Regions from separate parts of the Mus musculus genome. Here region 1 is linked to region 2. A link is a contact called in public Hi-C data. All regions are on one chromosome and are shown on one strand. Each heading gives the region's core, a stretch centred on a gene start, on an enhancer-like site or on the middle of the called end of the contact. The rest is flanking DNA. Distances are from core to core; before and after follow the strand shown.

Region 1 (4,724 bases), core at 1,257-3,756, 110 kb before region 2:
TTTCTGAAGGGATAGAGTAAAACATGTAAATATTTCCTAAGGCAGCTCATAAATCAGTGCTATATTTAGAAATATGACCAATAAGTTACAGTTATGTGCAAATAAATTATGAGTATATTCTTCTAAGGCATGATAGTACCCCATGATTTTCTGGAAGACAGACAGCTGTGACTTTTTTTTTTTTTGATGTTTTTAGCAACTTTTGTGCTGTACAAAAAATTTTGCATATATCATAAATTCCACTGGAAGCACCTAAAGAGGACATTTGTTCCTGACGAATCTGTACTTGTCATCTGGTCATCTGCTTTCAAGGCTGCCCTATTTGATTCCAGGATGCCAATCAGACTGGGCAGAGATATGAAATGCTTACATAACATAAACTTTAGGCATCTCTTCTTGCATCAAAAATAATAAGTAAATGGATAAACAAGTAAATAAAGTAATATTAAAAATATAGTAACAGTATTTTCTCTGAAACCACCGTGCTATCTTTCCTACTCCTTCTTGTTCCCTCCCTTCCTCTCTTCTCTTCCCTCCCTATCTGTTTGCCTCCTCAAATGTTATGTGAATCCCTTCCAGGAGAGCCCATGCTTTTGTTATGACATTATTATTATTGTTATTATTATTATTTTTCAATTTCTTACTCATTTCTCTCTTCTGAGTTGAACTTTGCTTCTTGATGTCTACATTCGGTCTATTAAATATAGTGTTTGACATAAATTAAAAGACTCTTAATGTTTCTACTGTTAAAGATCCATCAGCACAAAGAAATGAAACAAACAGGTTTCAAGTAAGAGGAACAGCCTCTTGCAACAGCGATCACCTTAAGGTCTGATGATCTGGACTTCTTTTCTTAGTGGATGCTTATGGGGTGTTTCTCTGGGTCATAATTCTGTTTCTTTGTGTGAGTCTTTGTTTAAAAAGGATTGTCGCATATTCTTATTCTAAACAGAATTAGTTTCTGAGAAGTTCAACAATTCTTTTCTCTTCCTTGAAAAGTGATTTAGTGAGCTATCAGCTACTCTGATTAGATAGTTGGCCAAATGGGCCCCGGATTAAGCTCAACCTCCAGCCTTGTGATCTTCAAACAGACTAGATGAAAAGAAAGGTGTCCTGGTCACAAAGCCTCCGTTGTAATGGGAATAGAGATTGTGTCACAATGGAGAGTCTTAATAGATGGCAAGAACTATCATTGATCTGTAATCCTTTGCTGTTCCCATGAGGAATAACAGATGTAGAAAAGCCTTTCTATTCCTGTATATCTCTAGGAGGGGAAGTTTTGATTCACTGTTTCAATTTAGATGTTATTTTTCTAAGTAGGACACAAAGATTTGAGGAGTGACTATAGAGTGCCTTATTATTGTCTTCTATTCAAGATTTGCTCAGACTTCTTATCTCATGGACACTCCTAAGAACAGCATGGACACAGACTCAGACTACGTACCTGTGAGATGCCAGAAAAGTCAGAGGCCAAGAAAAATTCCATGACTTCCTTCAGGCAACTTTACTGGTGAGGTGAGAATCTAGAACTGGACATGTTGTTTGCTATTGACTCCTTCCTAAGAGTCACATAATACATATAGTTTCTGTTCTACTTACTGGTCACTGTCCAAAAAACCAAAACCAGCCCCCCCCCAAAAAAAAACCCAAACAAACCAAAAACCCAAAAAATCTGAGACTTCATGGTTATTTTAGTTAACTGAGAAAAGAATCTTTAAATACACTTCATTCTGTCTCACATTGTATGATCATATGATTATAAATGTATCTGGTGATTCTGGATGCCAGGTAATAACTATTATTTAAATATTCCACATAAGAACAATATCTAAAATGGCCACCTGTTTTGTGTACTTATATACCCTATTATGTGGATACTTACATTTTAGTATTTAGATTTTTGTATTTGTTGTTCAGTTAACATCTGTTCTCACCTACAGCGAACATATTTTTAAAGAGAGACAGAAATACAAGTTGGACGGCTATCTCCTCTGTAAATCCTGCTTATTTTCACTATACTATCCAATCTTTTAGAAAGCTTTTTGGCTAACAAGCTGGTAATTTTATGTCATGATGTTTGTTTAGGTAAAAGATGAATATTTTATCTTCAAACCCGAAATCTAATACAGTACTCCTTACAGAAAAGCAATAACAGGAAATGTCAGTTAAAGCAGAGTTGACCATGAACTATAGATGCTGGAAAGTTGTAAAATAATTAAAGTACACTGTATCACTCTTATTTTTATCTTACGTGTCTGTGGCTAGATTCTATCACTCTGTTGAGTCTGTTTGATCTCTAACTAGAAGAAATTAAAGGGAAAGGAAACACCGAAACCCCTCTTGGATAGTCTAGTGAGGGCTGACGTGCAAGTGCCTCTCCCTCCTCGCAGAGATCTTCACTTACCCCTCTCCAAATCACCTTTATCTGGAATGGTCTGGCCAGAGCTCAGGAGCCAAATGCCTGGGCCATGAGATCATGAGGAAACCTTAGGGAGGAGGGGCATGGGTTGCTTAAGGGGGAGATAAAGTTTCAGAACGTGTGCGCAGGATTATGAAAAACCTTGGAATTTAGACTGAAATGTATGACTTCAGCAGACCTTTAACCCGAGGCTGCATTAGAAAAATTCAATTTACCCCAAACAAGCGTTAAAAAATGCAGAGTAGATGTCATATGGAAAGTGCAGGAGACAACAGCCTCTGGAATGGAATGAGGAAACTCTTTAAATTCAGAAAGGAATGAGGAACAGAAGGGTAAATCCAATGATAGAGAAATCGTGGCACACCAATGATACCCAAACTATGCACATTTACCCAGAGCCTTGCCTATTATTAAGGAGTTCAAGGATGCTTAATGTTAGCCTGGTGTTGGTTATGATTGGTTATGATTATGTATGTCATGTAGAAAGTTACCTTAACATGGATATCTATATTTTTGGCAGCAGGACAAATCAAAAATATATTATTCATACAGTGAACACTTTAAGTGACTTAGCCAAAGCTGGAAATACCCACAGGAAGCTGTAACAGGCACAGGACTAAGGTATCTTTGTGGGCTTAGCTGCTCCCATTACTTGAATAATTTGATGCCCACAGGCAGTGCTGAGCACAGTGGCTTTGGTTCAAGTCATAAGTAAATTGATGGTGAACTACATCTCTAGGACGTTCCCCCTGTAGGTCCCTCCTTAGTCTTATAGTGGATGAGGAAAACATGGAAGATTAGGTTGGAATTCTATCTGTCTGGTGGAATGAAGTGACTATTTCCATATCTATAGTTTTGGAAGATTTGTTTAAGAATTGGCAATTTCTCTACTACATTAGCACAGTTCCAAAAGAGTACCAATGAAATATTTATATTTCACAGTCCAACTAATCTCTGCTAGGGAGTCCTAGCCATGTATAATAGATTCACTTTCAAAGTTTTTCAAAGGGCAGAATCCAAGGTTGATTAGCTGTGGACCTGGCCTGCTTTGCCTCCACAAAGTACTTCTCTGGAGGCTCTGGTGTCTCGAAACCTGTTAAAATCAGAGTAAAGCCCTAGGCTCCATGCCAACACCTTCTGCCCACCAGGACCCTGAAAATATAAATTTCAGGATGCTTTTTAACTGGCCACTGCTGTTCTACTGTGTAGTAAGAGGAGATTAAGAAAACAAAACAAAACAAAACAAAACAAACATTTTAAAGGTAACCTTGGCTTTAGCTGACTATTAGAGAACATTACTTCGACTTTCTTTAAAGAATTCTTTTTTTTTTAAAGAAAACAGCATGTCTGCTGTTGTTATGTATCAAGCAACCTTTCTTCTAACATACCACCCCACATAGGTACTCACAGACAGACAGACAGACAGACAGACACACACACACACCCCTCTCTAAATTCAACCTATATTCTCTGTGGGTGAAGCTTCCGTAAAAATGAGAAAAACAGAGACAAGAGCTGAAAGGTAGCCGAGGAGTCGACCAGCAGCACCAGCAGTCAGGAGCAAGCTTTGGAAACACAATTGTGGAGTAAAGGAGAAGAGGGTCCAAGAGCTTGAACGGTGGACAAGGAAACAAAATCAGCTCAGAGAGGGTTAGAGACATTTGGTGAGCACCGCAGGATGGAAAATTCCAGCCTCATTCTCAGAGACTGTGCTGGAGTCACGCTTCAGGGTCTCAGGTCACAGGATTGCTCTCCTAGCACACCTTGCCTCCTATTTACTTACAACACAGCTGCCCAAAACCCCTGAGGCAAGTCTCTGTGCGTCAGAGGTGGTGAATCTGAGGGATAGGGGAGGTCAGAGGTTGGGTGGGTCAGCTGCTTCCTTTATCTCTTTCCAGACCCCCTGCTCATCATTCCTGAGCAGGCTTATCTTAAGTCTGTTCCTTCAGTTGCAAAACTATAGCCACAGCGACCTTGTTGTGGAACCAGAGCCTGCATCTGGCATGGATCTCCACTGAGAAAAGACATCAAGAAGCGTCAGCTGGATTATCAGGAAGTGAAAGACGCTAAGCATGGCTCTCAAGAAATAAAAAGAAAAGTCATGGATACATGCCTATGTTTACATGTGTGCATATGTATTTACCTCTGTCCCTGTATGTATCTGTGTGCCTCTGAATTTGTGCTTGTGCACATGTCTACGGGTAACCCTGGAGTGTCTGTATGTGAATATAGGTACATGTAACTCTCTTTGAAAGTACATATATGTATTTTACGAGTGCCTTTTTGGTTATGACTATGTGCATAT
Region 2 (4,866 bases), core at 2,317-4,816:
ACAGCCAATAAAACACCTGCTTCATAATGCTCCCTCACATCTGTGAGGCATGCATTCTATGACCTTTGAAAATACCCAACTTTGCAAATTCAATTGTAATATATAATTTCCACCTAAAATGCAATAAAATTTAAGTGACCTCTTTACATCATTAATGCTTTTTTCCAAAAGGAAGAAAGTAATTTATAAAGCTGTGAAAATATGGCCTCGCTGGAGCCTTGCTGAAACTATTCACAAATCACTGCCATTGGTTTGTTCTGGTCTCTGCCTTACAATGTTCTAAGCCTTACATTGGAGCTACTGTTGAATTCAACAGCTCATCCTTTACTCCCCATCTCTCTTCTGCCTCAGCTAGCATGCTATTGTCATTTACAGCAGAAGGATAAGATTATTTTGAAATTGCAAGATCCCAGGTCAAATGGTTTCCAGCAGTTTCATAGACCTCAGCACTGGCCTATAGACAAAAGCTAAGAGAGTCTCACCTGCCTGCAAAGGTAATGTTCCAGAAACTTCTGTGGGCCTCTGCTCTCTTACAGAACAAAAAAGTCACCAGCATTTCCTGTGAGTTTAAGAACATACTAAGGCGGTTCTGTGAAGAGAACGTGTGCTGTATAAGTGTGAGAACTTGTGTTTGGTCACCAGGACCCTTGTAAAAGCAGAGTATTGAAGCATAGATCTGTAGCCCTGAAGCTTGGTGAGGAGAGAGAGGTAACAGAAGACCTTGGGGGCGTTCAATTGAGCCAGTCATTCTAGGTAAAATGTCAAGCTCCATGCATAGTGAGAAGGCTGTCTCACCCACTAAGGTTGAGTGTGATAAAAGAAGATACTGAGCATTGACCGTGGCCTTTTCATGTGCACACATGAGGTACAACACCCTCACACAAATGTGAACACACACACACACACACACACACACAATATGATCTCAGTACTCACATTGGTATTGTGGAGAAGCAAATGAGGAAGTAGGGGGAGGGGCTAGGAACACAGTCCAGGAAGAGACAACTGTTGGAAGATCAAGGAGTGTTGTGTAATGCAGAGTCCACATATATTGGAAAGTCGAATCTGCCACATTTAATGATGGAATGGATAGGAGGTGTAAAACATAGGGGGACTCATGGCAAGTTTTTAGGCTACGGCATTCTGTGAATTGTCTAGGACTTGGTACAAAGAACCCCATTTGACATCTGAGATTTTGAAGGTTTACATGGATTGTATAATTTGTTCAAAGTGATGTCTTGCACATGTAGAACACTGAACCCAGGCTTCTCAGATTCCCAAATCTAAGCTCTTTCTCTATGCAACTTCACTTCATTTTCAAGTTTGTCCCAATATTTACAATGTAGAGAACTTTCTCTTTCATTTCCCAAGACTTGCTGTGTAACACTGAAGAACCACTAAGAAAAGTGTTAAATCATCTCTTTGTATCTTTGATCTGGGGCCAGTCAAATTCTCTGTAGTTCCTGTGCTCTGGAGTTACATACAGAGAATATAAATATAGGTACCAGAGTCAGCCATGTGCTTGCAGACCCATAGCTTTGGCGAACAAGTCACAGCCTGTATCTCGTAGGCTACTTCCAGATGCCATGCTCTAGCCTTTGTTGTTCTGCAGACCCTAAATCACGTTTGCTCAATTTTACATTCCTAGAGTTCATTTTCAAATGCATACCCCTACCATATCAGCATAGAGACAGACAAAATTATTTGTGGGTTTAAAATGCTTAGCTGGGAAACACATTGCCCTAGCAGTTGTCAAATTATTAGTGTTGTCTGATCATGCTTTCTAAACATTTCTTCATTGAGCATATTGAGGACTATTTATGCATTTGTCTGTCTGATTGTCTGTCTGTCTGTCTATTATCTATCTGCCTATTATCTATCATCTACCTGTCTATCAAACATCCATTATCTGCCGTCTCTTTACTCTCTATGTGTCACCTATTTACCATCTCTCTCTCTTTCTATTACACATCTATTTATCTATTTGATCATCTATTGTTTCTCATCTATTTACTAATCATTTTATTATGTATTAATGTCAACTCTTATCTATTGATTAATCAATAGATCTATAATCACATCTATCAACATATGTTGATCAATTGGTCTATCATTTGTCAGTTTTCTACTTATTATCTATTGGTGTACATTCATATTTACCTGTTCATATTGATCTGTGTGGAAATGATACAACAAAAGAGCATTTAAAAACAACTTATTTATTTATGATTGGTGTAAGTTTTCTTTTAGCCTCTAACCACTTCTTCAAAGTCCACCAAAAATGAAGGCCAAGAGGCAGTGAACATATCTCAGTTGGCAGAGTACTTGCCTAGCACGCATAAAGTCCTGAGTTCAAACCCTAGGACTAGAAAGCCAAGCATTTCACAGTGCTGATTCTAGAAGTTGGATGAATAAGAAGTTCAAGTGATCCTAGACTACCAAGTTCAAAGGGCCATGTAAGACTCCTTTAAAATAATAAAAAACAAATCACCAAATAAACCAACAAAAGCTTTAAACAAAGCCAAATCTAGGACCCCTGTCTTAGTGCATAGACAGTTAAAATAACAAAGCATCAGTGTGTGACAACGGATGTCTTATCATAGCATCTCATGCTGACTGTTAATTCGACAGATGCTTGCTGAAGCTCTGGTAAATATCAGGCATAGGAATTCTCAATATCAGGAATTGAGAATTCAAAAAAATCCATTTCAGGTCCTCGAAGAAGCCACATGACTAATCAGTTGAGGTGAAATATGTGTCTTTCAAATATAATAAGAACTAATTGCCAATTCTGAGAATACTGAAGGCTGCCTAGGTCCCTTTCCAAGAAGCATGTTATCTGATGAGCATGTTTATTCTCTGGTCTCTGGTGTCCAGACCACATTCTCTAGGGCTTTTCCTTCACAGACAATAACAGTCTCCAAGGGATTATCCTGTGTGTATATTTGTGCTTTTCAGTGTCTGCCATGGCACTCTGTGGCTCTGTGATGTAAACACTTATCTTCAGGTCATGTGATTTGGTCTCCTCAGAGCCACAACATTGTCCTGGCAACAGCTTTGATAGTAGGGTAAGTAAACTGATTTATAGACTCTATCTGAAGCAGCACACATCAGGAACATTTATCATATTCTAGATGTAGTTGTAGATGAAGTTGACCTAGGTAGTTCCAGGGAGGCAAACATTTGAAATGAGTCCCGGAAACGTTTTTCATCTTGAATTGGCATTGAAATATACGGATCGGATGTCTTGGCTTATGTCTACGGGCTGTTCATAGGGTTAATTCTATTATGGAATGGCACTATTCTGTTTCTCTGCCCAGTGTGTCTAAAGTTACCTTCTGTAATGGGTAGTATACAGCTTTGGCCACCAGATGTAACTGTCCCTGACTTGAGCCGTAACAATAGCTCCAACCTCACTTGCGAAGAGCAACCAAAACAAGCTGAGGAAAACGCTTCCTTGCCGAAAGAACACGTGTTCCAGAACGCGAGCTGCAGCAGACAGGCTACGTTCTTCTGCAGTTGACATTCTTTCCCCACTGACTTATTTTTACTTTCTGTTTGACTTGGCTTGCTTTTCTTTTTCCCTAAACGGTTTCTTCAGTCCTTCCTCCCTGGTAGGGTTTCCAGAGTGAAAGTCCTTTCTGCCCACACTTCGCAGAACTCAATGCAGACTCTTGTCCAGGGTCACTTGACGTCAAGGCTGACTTTTAAGTTTGCCAGAAAGACGATCTTTAGGGAACAGTTGACACCATCACTTTCTCTCTTTAGCATACAGCTACAAGCTGCCGAAGTTTATAGTTTACAAATTGCATTTCTAAACAATTTAATAAAAGGAAGACAAGAGGAGACTTTGAACACTGACAACTAACTCTTTTAAAAGACTTTTAACATCAGCATGTGTTAATTCATTACTCACTCCTCTCCCTCTCTCCTTGAGTTTTAAAATGCTTTAAACATTCCATTGCTTTTAGAATGCATACTTAAAAATCATTTATTTCTATCCCCTGAGATCATTCTATATTGTTTACTTTGTATGCTTGGATGATGTGCCCTCTGGATCTTAATAAAATCTACTTGAAAGCTTACATTGTGCTTATTTATAATTTTGAGTCTGTAGAAATTTCTCCGTTTAACAATAACTTTCTTGACTCTGTTCTCTGACATAAAAAATGGTTCTTGAAACCTTCTCTCTTCTCTTACTATTTAATCCATCCCATGACACCTTTTCCCCCTCCCTTTATTTTTTTTAACAGCCTGTCACTGAGTATTTGTTTACCAAATGTTACTTTTCTTGGATAAAATCTATTTTTGAGGCCTGCAAAAGCCAACAACTGTTTGATGCTGTCAGGCTTCGCTTTTATTTATGCATGAATAACATAAATAACTTGAAAATGACCCTAGCCTGTTTTTCTCAGATTTAGAGAGAGAGAAAAAAGTGCTTCCGGGCAATGTTTATGCCAAACCTCCTCATGCCAACTTTCCGGTTTTGGTGCCAACTGGTGTTTACAGCCAAGTTGTAAACCTTTGGTAAACACGACCCGTAATAAAAAGGCCAAGACAACCTGAACCAGGGCACTAAGGAATGGGTGTAAGTTTACTCTAAGACCAAAATTCTAACAGGAACAGAAGTGGGGAGTCAGCCAACTATGAAGTGCTCTCTCCAACCCACTGTAGCATGGAGAATACACAAATGATGGGTTTGTCTGCTAAGATCCCATTAACCCCACTTAGGCATTTTATTGGTTTCCTTTGCCACTGATTCAGAGAAGCCCAGTGATAAATTCAAAGTACCAGCTTTTATGTTGCCCAGTGGTTTGTTGTTGTTTGTTTGTTTGGTTGGTTGGTTGGTTGGGTTTGGTTTTGAAT

Evidence for each region. A called contact is a pair of places that touch in the nucleus more often than the background predicts.
Region 1: a contact with region 2 is called in a Hi-C map of uterus, with 2.4 times the contacts expected there. The contact joins two enhancer-like sites. A contact is called at or near these places in 7 of 484 Hi-C or Micro-C datasets (CD8 T cells, conventional dendritic cells, cortical neurons and 4 more) and 3 of 115 datasets of contacts at active chromatin or transcription factors (CD8 T cells, embryonic stem cells and regulatory T cells).

Annotation. Positions count from the first base shown.
Region 1 is chr13:5,824,108-5,828,831 of GRCm38.p6, reverse strand. No RefSeq gene overlaps it. Among named protein-coding and RNA genes, the nearest start is that of Gm35464, 3.7 kb to the left of the region's middle. Within about 2 kb of position 2,506, at least 81 of the 459 cell types and tissues checked have an H3K27ac peak or open chromatin away from gene starts, as enhancers often do. A contact at or near this core is called in uterus, where this site is marked.
Region 2 is chr13:5,713,056-5,717,921 of GRCm38.p6, reverse strand. All of the region lies in intron 1 of Gm35330 (a long non-coding RNA gene), which reads left to right. Among named protein-coding and RNA genes, the nearest start is that of Gm35330, 9.1 kb to the left of the region's middle. Within about 2 kb of position 3,566, at least 178 of the 459 cell types and tissues checked have an H3K27ac peak or open chromatin away from gene starts, as enhancers often do. A contact at or near this core is called in uterus, where this site is marked.